Regions from separate parts of the Triticum aestivum genome. Here region 2 is linked to region 1. A link is a contact called in public Hi-C data. All regions are on one chromosome and are shown on one strand. The core of a region is the stretch at or near the end of the contact, and the rest is flanking DNA. Distances in the headings are between cores, read along the strand shown.

Region 1 (5,660 bases), core at 956-3,455:
AGTATTCCAGATATCTCTACCGAGGAAAATGCGACCCTTAAGGTAATTAAATTGGTTTTATGAGTGGATTTTTTTTCTTCACAAAGAGCAGAGCAGCCTATAATCCCATACCGTTTCCCCCTTTTATGGTGTGCATTGATCAGGTTCAGGAGAAATTCCGGCTGGATCTGGACGATGAGGAGGCTATACATTTCTTCCAGGGTCTTATCAACGACAGTGTCAGCGCGTTGTTCCCTCAAATGGTTGAGACCATCCATAGATGGGCTCAATATTGGCGATGACCACTTCTCCTTGTTTGTATAGGGTGAGTTTGGTGATGATGTCTGGCTGTTGACATGATATTATCGCATAATAACATGCTCTTGCAAAGTTGCAATGGCCACTGATGACCTCCACTCTTTTATTTAATCTTCACCAGCTGCAACGGACTATTAACAAATAACAACAGATGTCAAGCAGAGACTGAATGTTAAGAGGAGACGAATGCGATAGATTTACAGCATAACGGGGAAACAACGGACAAATGAGCACACATACTTTATTTCCCCGTTGGATACTTCTAACTTACGAAATGCAAACTTGTGAATATGTCTTCTTCATGTAAATCGTCTTGTGTGTGATGTAATTAACAAAGACTGTGAAGTGCAAAATTGTGAACATGCTAGCATTTAACTTGGTCTATGTGTGATGTAATTCGGCATATATAATATGTGGTGGCAATGTGTTGATATAAGCCTAGGAAAAAAATGTAACAAGCGGGCGCTTATTCTAGTTTACCAAACAATAGAGTGCTCATTTGTTGCTATCCAGAAAATTTCGTGAGATATTTTTTCGCAGATAATGAAGATCTCTCATCTGAAACTGGCCTCGACTCATGGCTAATGCCAAGTCATTGTTTCGAAACTGGCCTTGACTCATGGCTCATGCCAAGTCATTGTTTCTTCTCTGAGAAAAAAAAAGTTGGTGAATACGGATTGTTGGATTTGGAAGGATCTTGAAACAGAGAAGACGACGAATGATCTGGTGAAAGTGCTTGGCGTTGTTTGACTCAGGGGGATAACAAAATCTCAGAAGAGCATAAGCAAGAGAGCACATTATTCCCTTGCGTACATAGTGCATAGAAATAAGTATGAAATCAGTGATAATTAATATAGATCGGAGCGAATAGCAATAATCATAACTACCAACACTACAACAAATTAGATTGACGGCCGACTTGCTTGTCTCATCACAAACAATCCGTTTCACTCACGGCAGGCAGGCAAATAGCTAAGAATCTTATCACAAGCAACCCGTTTTACTCACGGCGGGTAGGCAAATAGTAGCTAAGAAACTTTGTGTAAAGAACAACACATGAAAAAACAAATTTCGCACATTTGTTGCCTTGGTCTGTCGGTAGCTTGGCCTAGGATCTCAAGTTCTAAACCATTTGATTCGTCCCTGGGGCGACAAATCCCTGCAGCGTTCGCTGTTGGCTGTCGACAATAGGAGACACGCTGACGGCATCCCCATCATTCCCAAACGAGGGGGGGGGGGGGGGGGGGCTAGCCCATGAAAACTTGGACACTCCATGCCAGGGTGGTGGTTTTCTTGGGGTTGTTTGGGGGGGGGGGGGGGCAAGGTGCTAGAAGAGTTGTTCTACCTTACCCTGTAAAGGTGCCAAGGATAGAAGCGCGATGATGGTCTCCCCTTCGGGTGACATGCATCACTGTGGAGCCCCAATACCTCTCGAGAACCGGCCTCGTGGTTTGCAGGTGAAACCCTATGATCCAACTCTTTGGATTGGACGATGGGCATCTTGTCCCACCTCGTCACCTTCTTGGGACGTCGCTTTGGAAGACCTTCATTCCTTTTATGAATTCCCTGTGTAATGGAATTGTGGTTAGCAGGATATCGGCAGGCGATGCCGGTTGCTATCTTGTGACTTGTGCGGCAGCGATGTTGACGATACGCAATGTTCCGAGTCGTATCAATACTTTGTAGTCAAGACTGAACTCGATAAACCAAATACTTCTTGTAAGTTTGAACGAATGGAGTAATATAAAAGAAGCTTGCAATCTGAATCCAGTTCAAAATTTGCAGCTCCATGTTTTTTTTAGAATTTAAACTCCATGGCTACTTGCTATCCAGTGCACACTTTCGATGTATGGGTGTGTATGTGTTAGAAAATGAAAAAAAAAGAGAGGCAAAACTAGACACGTGCTTTCTTGGCCGAGGAAAAAAAAAGGAGGACAAAAACTGAAAGAAGACGAGGAGCTCGCGACCCCAAAACCCTAACCCCTGTAACTCTCGGCGGCGGCGGCGGCGGCGATGGCGGACGGAGGCGGTGGACGGGCGGCGGAGCTCAAGGACCAGGGGAACGAGCAGTTCAAGTCGGGGAACTACCTCAAGGCCGCCGCGCTCTACACGCAGGCCATCAAGCTCGACTCCGACAACCCCACCCTCTACAGGTGCCCCCTCTCCCTCCCTTCCCATCTCCGCTCGTTCAGTGCGCGAAACCCTACTGCTCTGATCGATCTCCTCGGGCGGGGATGAGTTGAGATCGTGCGTGCGCTTGTTTGGTCAGCTGGTCAGCTGGGATGAGGAAATGCGCGGCGTTAGCACATATGTTGCGGTGTTGTGGATTTAGGCTTTGGGATCGATGTGCCCTGAGGTTTGATTTGTGTGTCGCCGTGTTGCCGCCTGCGAGCATTGCAATTCCATCCTATGAAGTATGACCAAATGACATCTTTTTCCTACAGGAATTGAGACATATGCCATCTCATTTCATATGGTTTTCCTATTCGTATCCTATGGATCAAAGGAGGCCTAAGTTCTGGAGCTTTGGACTTAAATAGCTGTATTGGTGTTGAAACTACATTAACAGCTAATAAGCCTTCCGTGTGGTTGTTTCGATGTCAATGGAAATTAGCTTGTATGCTTCCAATAATCCGATCTTAGCGATTATTCATATTCCTGCGATATAGCCCATCGATGCACAGTGTTTGCTGTGCTCTACCCTGCTGCAGGTTACAAGACAAACCATTTCCAAAGTACCTGTTATACAAGTCAAGGCTGAGAAAATATTCTTTCTATCATTGCCTTGGGAGGATTTACTTCTGGATGCAACTAATATTCACAAATGTAGGGAAACCTTCTATTCCCAGCACCTTTTGCTCCAAGCAAGAAGATGTGACTTCTTCAGTTGTAATGTATAAGCATTCTAAGAGTCCTTACTTCGCATAGCCGGTTATGATTAGGTTATACCTTACATGCTGTTGTTGTTGTGGAATCAGTGCTGTTGATTCTATCATAAACCCACACTTTGCCTGTTTGACATAGATTGCAATATGACTATATGAGGCACATGATGATCGGTGAGAATGAGTGTGGAAGAAAGTTAAGCAACCCTACTAACTGGTTTAGGCAGTCAGCACCTCAGCCCTTAGGCGAGAGACTGAATCCTAAACCATCCAATCACGAGGGGCGGGCAATGAAACTGCATTGAAAGAAATGAGGAGGATCTGATATTGCATATAGATTAAGGAAGCAATCAATCATGTCATGTGATGTGTGCTAGACAAATCATTCGGTATTCTGTTTGAGAAGTTAAGTTGGGATCTATTATTGACAGAAATTCACAACATAACTCAGAAAACAAAACTAATAAATTTGGTACCAATATTGATAATAGGCCATTTTTACAGCCTTACATTAGGTACTATTCAGAGTTAAATTTGTCAAAAGGAAATCTTGACCTGTGTTATGAATGTTGATTTGAAATTTTGTGACATGTTAGGTATCAATATTATCTGTGTCATGTATATAGTTTTCAGAAAATTTTGAAACTTTAAAGGATGCCAACCGGGACTGGGTCACCTGGTGCGCCAGATATTCTCCCAGACGTCAGGTAGAGATACTGAATCCTAAACCATCCAATCATGAGGGGCAGGCAATGGAACTACATAGAGGGAAGCGAGGAGGATCTGTTATTGCGTATATAGATTAAGGAAGCAATCAATTATGCAATGTGTTCTAAACAAATCATTCGGTAAATTCTATTTGAGAAGTTAAGTTGGAATCTATTATTGACAATGTTTTTCTAGGCTTACAATAATCAAACGATTTGGGAGGCCTTATTTGCTAGCCAAAAACAGAGTTAAGAATGATTGTGTTGTCTTCTTAAAGCTGACAAAATTTGGCAACGGCAACTGGAGGGTATCTATGCCGCTAAGCAGGTGTCAAATTAATTGGTCTGAAATCTCAAAAGAAAAAGAAAAAGGTCTGAGAGCCAAGCCAACTTTCAAGTAGTAAAAAGCAGGCATTAAGTTGGAGAGTTGTGATGTATTGATTTTATTGAAATAAACTTTTTGGAAACTTCTGATATCTTTTTTATTTAAATCACTGCCAGCAACCGAGCTGCTGCATTTCTGCAGCTGGTTAAGCTTAATAAGGCACTTGCTGATGCTGAGACGACAATAAAACTGAAACCAGAATGGGAGAAGGTATAGAAATGCCAAATCGCACTCTGCTTCACCTACTGTCATTTATTTTGCTATCAGGCTTTACAGCCTAACTTCTTCCACAATACAGGGTTATTTCAGGAAAGGATGTGTTTTGGAGGCCATGGAGCAGTATGAGGAGGTTAGAGTAAAAGGCAAATGACTTGCTACTTTTGATCGACGGGGGAGAGGGATTTGGTCACACCCTCTCTTTTTCCTTAACGTTCCGCAAAGTGTACACTTTGACCAAGTGTCCATGTCAACTATGTTGTAGCAAGTTGAGAAACAATCACATTAAAAAATTCGTGCTTTAAGTAGTGTTTCTATTGATTGCAAGTATGAAAAATAAAGATCTGAGGATGTAGATCAGATGACTACTCAGTTGATACCCTTTGTGGTGAAATTGATAAATAATGGGTGAACCAAGGTCTTAAGCTTTTTGAAAATGTTGTCTATTTCACTATATTACGTTATACTTGCTATTGTTCCAAAAAATATAAGATGCATCTTGTTCTTGAATGTGATTATTTTGTGTTGAGGTTTTATATGAACCATACAATGGCATTCCTTTATTGTTGCTGTTTGCATGCATCCATTTACGAAGCCTGTTTTTTGTGGACAAATTGTTTAACTATGGCCCATGTTCTCCTTTATCTGACCGAAATCTGGAAAGTATCTGCTCAAACTGTATATGTATTGAGATGAACCAGTGTTAAATTCATAACTAAGATTATGTTACGTTATGTTCTCGTGCAGGCAATATCTGCTTTTCAAATAGCTTTGCAGCACAATCCACAAAATACAGAAGTCGCGAGAAAGATCAAGAGGCTTACTCAGTTAGCAAGGGAACAGAAGCGAGCTGTTGATGTGGAGAACCTGCGTTCCAATATTGACATCGGGAAGAACTTGCAGTCATTGAAAAAGGAGCTGGTGAGTTTTTTTATTGCAGCCATTGCTACCCTCATAAAAGTGCGGAAACAGGAACCAAGAAGTTTTATCAGCAAGGCAGTCCATGAATAGTTTTTTCAATTTCTTTTTATTTAATTTCATGTTTTTACACTTCTAGCATTCCAATTCAGATGCACTTGAATACTCTTCTCAAAATTCAAATATGTATACAGATGCACGTTGTAGATTATATCACCTGCATAAAAATTTAATGTTATGAGTTTGATTGTT
Region 2 (5,839 bases), core at 1,153-3,652, 350 kb after region 1:
AAGGCGCACTCCCAAGGTTACAAACCGAATTTTGTCACATGCCCACGCCCTTCACTCCAGCCAGACCAGGAAAAAACGGTCACGTGCGTGTGGCGTTCTCTTTCTCTCCTCATACTCATCACTTAGTGTAGTGGGGAGACTATAATATTTATGTTGGTCTCACGTCTCCTTTACTTTCAGGGTGGGACAGAAGATTGCACCTTCACTTGCCATTTATACATGGGCCTTTGAGATTTACATTAGGAATTTCAGAAAATCTTCATGGCCAAGCCCATTTATTCTAACACGCTACACCCTATTTTTTTCCTTATTTGTGTTTATAAACGATATTTCTATTGGGTGATGGTTATTGTAGTTCTTTGCGTATTCATACACAGAGACTGAGATGGATGGGCCGGTAAAAGTCTAACAAAACCTTTTGTAGTGAAAACTAAATGTTAAATTCTAGTGTTCTTCATTCTACATTTATTTGTTTATTTTTGCAACCTGAAGGGGCTTTGAACATTTTCTTTTCATCAATCAGATGATTCCATTGGAACTGACATTCTTTCATGACCTTTCTGTCACGCCATCCACATATCCCGAGTCCATTATTGGTTCAATTTGAAGTTGAATTCTCAAGACGCCAATGAAGGCTGCATCCAATTGCCTCGATGCTATTTTTTTACGAAGGCTTGTGATACATATATTTATACAATATTTTTTAGAAAAGCAGAAGAAAGCTAAGAGTGACTAGTGCTCAATCAATTGGAGCTAGCAAATCCATCAAATCCATGATTAGAAATTAGAATATAGTTAGAAGAGTAAGACTTGCTAGTTGCCCTACAGATAACCCTTCCAGTTAAGTTCCTCTTATTAAAAATGAAGTCATTTCGATTGGTCCATTATTCTTGTAAATCTGTGTGGGTTATAAAGATGTTGCGGACAAATTGTACAATAGTGCAAGTTGTGTTAGTAGTATTGGCTGCATAAAAAAAGGATTCTTCAACGGTGTGAGCCCCAACCTTACACATCCTAATGTCATTAAAAATGGTTGTAGTTGGCATCTTCTAAGAAAATATGAAAGAAATGCGGGTCGAGCAAACTGCTCCACGTCTAGCTAAATAGTAGAATCACATGTGTATGTAAATAGATGGCTTTCCAGAAATTGTATAGTTAAAAAATTTAAACTTTGACACAAAACTACTTTTATTCGTAAAATAAAGCAACATCATTAGATTTGTCATAAAACATGTTTTCAAACGCCTACAAATTAATGATCAAAGATGCATAGAGAAGTGCTACACACACGACACTCTTTGGACGATTTACGCACGATCAGCGAGCTCAGCCTTTGATCAAGCCTGATGGGTGGATTATCACCTTTGGATCAGTGGTCGTGTAAGGGTCGTGCGAGGACTCTCGTGCATAGAGTAGTTTCGAAGATGCATATTGGGGACTATGTCAATGCATAAATGTCATCTGTTGACGAATTGAGGGAGTAGAATTCTTTATTTCTGTCTTTTTTTTTAATTATATCTAGTCATGTTTATCCTTATATTTTTTTACGGTTTGATTACTCCCTCCGTCCCACAATATAAGATGCTGAAAAAGCTTGCAAAAACATCTTATAATATGGAACGAAGGGAGTAGATAATATAGAGACAATTGCAGCATAATAATCAATCAGTGATTGCTGGTTACCCAATAGATAACCATGGTAAGTCCCTCTTCAAATTATGTCCTTTTCATAAGAAATGCTTTTCCTGTAGTGTGTGCCCCGACCCTATACACCCTAGTGTCATTAAAAATGGTTGTAGATTTGTGCATATCTTCCAAGAAAATACTACTACCATGAAAGATATGCTGAGTCGATGCAAACTGCTCCACAGCTAGCTAAGTAGTACTCCATCTGATTGTAAATATAGAGATGTTGTGCATACGATGGTTTCAATACAATACATGTACGCACGAACCATCTGCACCACATGATCGTTCCATTTTCTCAACCAGTTCGGTTTAGATTAGTATCGTACAAGAATCGGATGTGAATACTTGTATGCTTTTTCAAATATCCCTTCATCCTAAAATAAATGACTCAACTTTGTATAACTTTAGATAAGTGATTTAATTTTGTACTAACTTATTTTGAGACGGAGGGAGTCTATGACTTTCTTGAAATTGTGTAGTAGTAAAATTTTGTTTGGAAACTTTGCTCTAAAATGCTTTTTGAATGTCGCATTACTATCATGGAGTAGCAAAGATGCCATCAGCCCACAAGCACTCACACTAATGGCTCCTTTTTGTTTCTCATCATATCATGGATGCAATCCAAGAAACTAAAAAATACACCCTCCAAAAAAATTAAAAAATACACCCAAGTTGACCATACCAGGAGCCCCCCCCCCCCCCACCCTCTCTCTCATCAGTCATCACATTTTCTTCTTCACTGCCATCGCCTTCCCAGTTCACACACCCCTCCCTCTCTCTCTCTAGCCCTGTTCTTTTTCTCTCTCCTCGGGGAGGCTTCTCCCCTAGCTCTCCTCCTCCTCCTCCCTTTACCTTTGGGCTATATAAGCTTTGGGGGATTGGAAAGCGGCAGCGAGCGGGCGGGCGGGGCTCTCGCCGAGTTTGAAGTTGAACCCACCCCAAGCCAAAACCCCCATCTTTCTCTCTCCTTCTCCCCGCCGCCGCCCCTTCAAATCGCGGCCGCTCCCCCCGCCTCCGTCCCCGATCAAATGCGGCGAGATCTGCGCGCGTGACCCCGTAAGTCCACCGCGCCCTGCCCCCTCCCGTCCGCCGGCCTTTGCGCCGGCCGTGGCGGGGTTCTTGGAGCTGGCATTTCAGCCTCCGAGCTCGGATTAGATTGGATTGTTCTTCCGTTTCCCCCCCTCTGCTTTTTTGGGTTCGGAGCTGTGTTCTTGCTTCCTTGGGTTGGATCGAGAGCCGCGCTGCGCGCCGCCATTTCGCATCCATTTTGATGCGCTCATGGAGTTGGCATTTGGGATTCGTTCGTTGATTGTAAAAGGAAAACAAATCATTGGGGTGGCTTTGATTCGGAGTTGGTGGCGCTTGGACCCGGGCTTGATTATTTTTCTCCCCCTGCGTCTTGAATTCTGATTTGCTCCTTGAGTTTCGATTTGACATTTCGGCCCAGAGCTCCACCGTTTCCTCTTTCTTTTCTTTTTTCAGAACAGTTTAGTGGGGCTGTCGGCAGGTTTTGTCACCGAGTGCTTTGCTTTTGCATCCGTAATTACGGACCACTTGTCTTTTCTTGTGTTTTCATGTGAGCTCACGCTTTTGGTCTTCTCTTCCCCCTCAGCCCCAAGATATATCTCTTGGAGTATTGGCAACTTTGCCATCCATTTTGATTTCTTTTCTCTGGACAATACTACCTTTTTTCACTCTGAACATTATTTTGTGCGTGTGTGGAGTTGTTTGGTACTTCAATGCACTTATTCTTCACCATTGCTTGACAGAAGTACTGATTTGTTTTCGTTCTTTTTTAACCCCCAGGATAGTTTGAAAAGAGCATATCCTGCTGTGTGCGGGCTGCAGCAGACTCAGCAAGGATGGATCAGTATGAGGTATTGGAGCAGATTGGGAAAGGAGCATTCGGCTCTGCTCTGTTGGTGAGGCACAAGGTGGAGAAGAAGAAGTGAGGCTGACTATGACTAGCACCCCCCTTCACTCGCCTTTTGGGACCAGTTTTGTTTCAGTCATTTTGATGCTCTGAGTATATATGGTGCAGGTATGTGCTGAAGAAGATCCGGCTTGCCCGACAGACGGACCGCACTCGCCGGTCTGCCCACCAGGAGGTAAAGCTTCTTCTGCTTCATCTTCCCAAGCTATACTTGTTCATTTTTTGGTGCCTAGTTATGATTTGAAGGGAAAACCTTTTGTTCATCAATACCAGCTTATTGATGTCATTTTTGGTACAAACTATAAGTAGATGTGGTGCAGATATGGTTATGTAAATAAATTACCACCTGATGGTGCTATTGAGTTTAGCTGGCTAGTGATGAATTGATCTGAATCGTTGAACTTGCAAGATATGTTGTCTTGTGTCGTGCTTTCCTTTCACTGAATTGTGCGGAAATGTTCTTCATGCAGATGCAGCTTATTGCAACTGTGAGAAATCCGTTCATCGTGGAGTACAAAGATTCTTGGGTAGAGAAGGTAGGTAAAAGGACAAAAAAAGGGTTAAACTGGCAAGCAGGAAGGCGAAATTGTTTCAATTTTACTTAATATGTGTATTATGCTCATTCTGTTTACTTGAAATTTCAGGGTTGCTATGTCTGCATTGTTATTGGTTATTGTCAGGGAGGAGACATGTATGTTACCCTGTGATGTCCTTTAAATAGTTTTTCACAAACTTTAGTCCCTGTAGTTAACACAATATGTATTGGTCCAGGTCTGAAGCTATTAAAAGAGCTAATGGTACATATTTCTCTGAGGAGGTGCAGTTCTTGCCTTGCTTTTATTTTGGCATCTTTAAGTTGTTTTGTCGTGGAACACACTTTTAACTGTTCTCATTTTGCAGAAGCTTTGCAAGTGGCTTGTGCAGCTCCTTATGGCTCTTGATTACTTGCACACAAACCACATTCTTCACCGTGATGTCAAGGTCAGTGACAACTGACAGTGCTTCAATTGGAGCATATGATGGTACTTATATTTGTAAGGCGTGATAATAATGTGTACTGAAGCTGCTAATTTGTTTCAGTGCTCCAATATTTTCATTGCCAGGGACCAAACTATAAGACTCGGTACGTAGCTTAGTCCCAGAAAAAGTGCAATACTTTATGTATGAGTTATGTAATCCTGGTAATGATGTGATTCCAAATTTAATAACATGCAGGTGACTTTGGGCTTGCAAAAATATTGACATCTGATGATCTGGCATCTTCCGTAAGTGATCAAAATATCCTTTTGTCTTTCTTATGCATATTCGATGGTGTACTTAGTACTATATTGCTCTGAACCTAGGTGGTAGGAACGCCAAGTTATATGTGCCCAGAACTTCTTGCTGATATACCATATGGTAGCAAGTCTGATATTTGGTCTCTAGGTATGTATCACTTCTATGCGATAAATCACTTTCCTGAACCTAGACAGAAAACTTGTGATTCCATACTTATATATTTTTCTGTTTCAGGATGTTGTATTTACGAAATGACTGCTCTCAGGCCTGCCTTTAAAGCTTTCGTAAGTCTCTACATTGCCTTCTTTTTTGTGCCCATGGATGTAATTAGTTTATAGATTATTGCAAATTGTTGGTCAAACTTCAAAACTACAAGTAACATTATTGTTTACCTGCTGAGCACTTTATGCTCTTTAAGTTAGATTATTTGACACGTCTAGGATGTTTATGTTCTATTATTAGTAAACCTGCATTGTACTAATTACTAGGCTCACATTGTACTAACCATGTAAGGCCCCAGAAATTAATGAGGGTTTGGTTGTCATTAATTAATGGCAGGACATGCAAGCTTTGATTAACAAGATCACGAAGTCAATAGTATCACCATTGCCTACCAAATATTCTGGTCCATTGTAAGTTAGCAAGCTTTTTTGTTTCTCACTCAATTTTGCTTGTCATCTTACCCGAATGGAGCATGCTTAACTTTTACTTCCTTCATGCAGTCGGGGACTTATTAAGAGCATGCTGCGTAAAAGCCCAGAGCACAGACCAAGCGTAATTCCTCAGAGTCATTTGCCAATCTACCATTTATTTTCATACAAATTTGTTCTCTGATGCACATACCCACTTATACCTGTATAGGCTGGAGAACTGCTGAAACATCCTCAACTTCAGCCTTATGTGTTTCAAGTCCAATTGAAGTCTAGTCCTACTCGCAAT

Evidence for each region. A called contact is a pair of places that touch in the nucleus more often than the background predicts.
Region 2: a Hi-C map of leaf shows a contact between it and region 1, with 5 times the contacts expected there. The contact joins the promoter of LOC123119464 here to the promoter of LOC123119463 in region 1. A contact is called at or near these places in 4 of 5 Hi-C or Micro-C datasets (leaf and an unstated tissue).

The regions. Positions count from the first base shown.
Region 1 is chr5D:61,257,447-61,263,106 of IWGSC CS RefSeq v2.1, forward strand. It overlaps LOC123119463 (RNA polymerase II-associated protein 3), which reads left to right and starts at 2,206. Exons shown (of 8, transcript XM_044539268.1): 1 at 2,206-2,450; 2 at 4,391-4,484; 3 at 4,573-4,623; 4 at 5,238-5,411. The coding sequence starts at 2,311. It overlaps LOC123119462 (phosphatidylinositol 3-kinase, root isoform), which reads left to right. Exons shown (of 18, transcript XM_044539267.1): 16 at 1-42; 17 at 144-304; 18 at 419-776. The coding sequence ends at 281.
Region 2 is chr5D:61,607,078-61,612,916 of IWGSC CS RefSeq v2.1, forward strand. It overlaps LOC123119464 (serine/threonine-protein kinase Nek2), which reads left to right and starts at 2,403. Exons shown (of 15, transcript XM_044539269.1): 1 at 2,403-2,745; 2 at 3,496-3,637; 3 at 3,731-3,797; 4 at 4,093-4,158; 5 at 4,267-4,313; 6 at 4,394-4,439; 7 at 4,523-4,603; 8 at 4,703-4,745; 9 at 4,838-4,887; 10 at 4,966-5,047; 11 at 5,135-5,184; 12 at 5,459-5,532; 13 at 5,623-5,674; 14 at 5,762-5,839. The coding sequence starts at 3,552.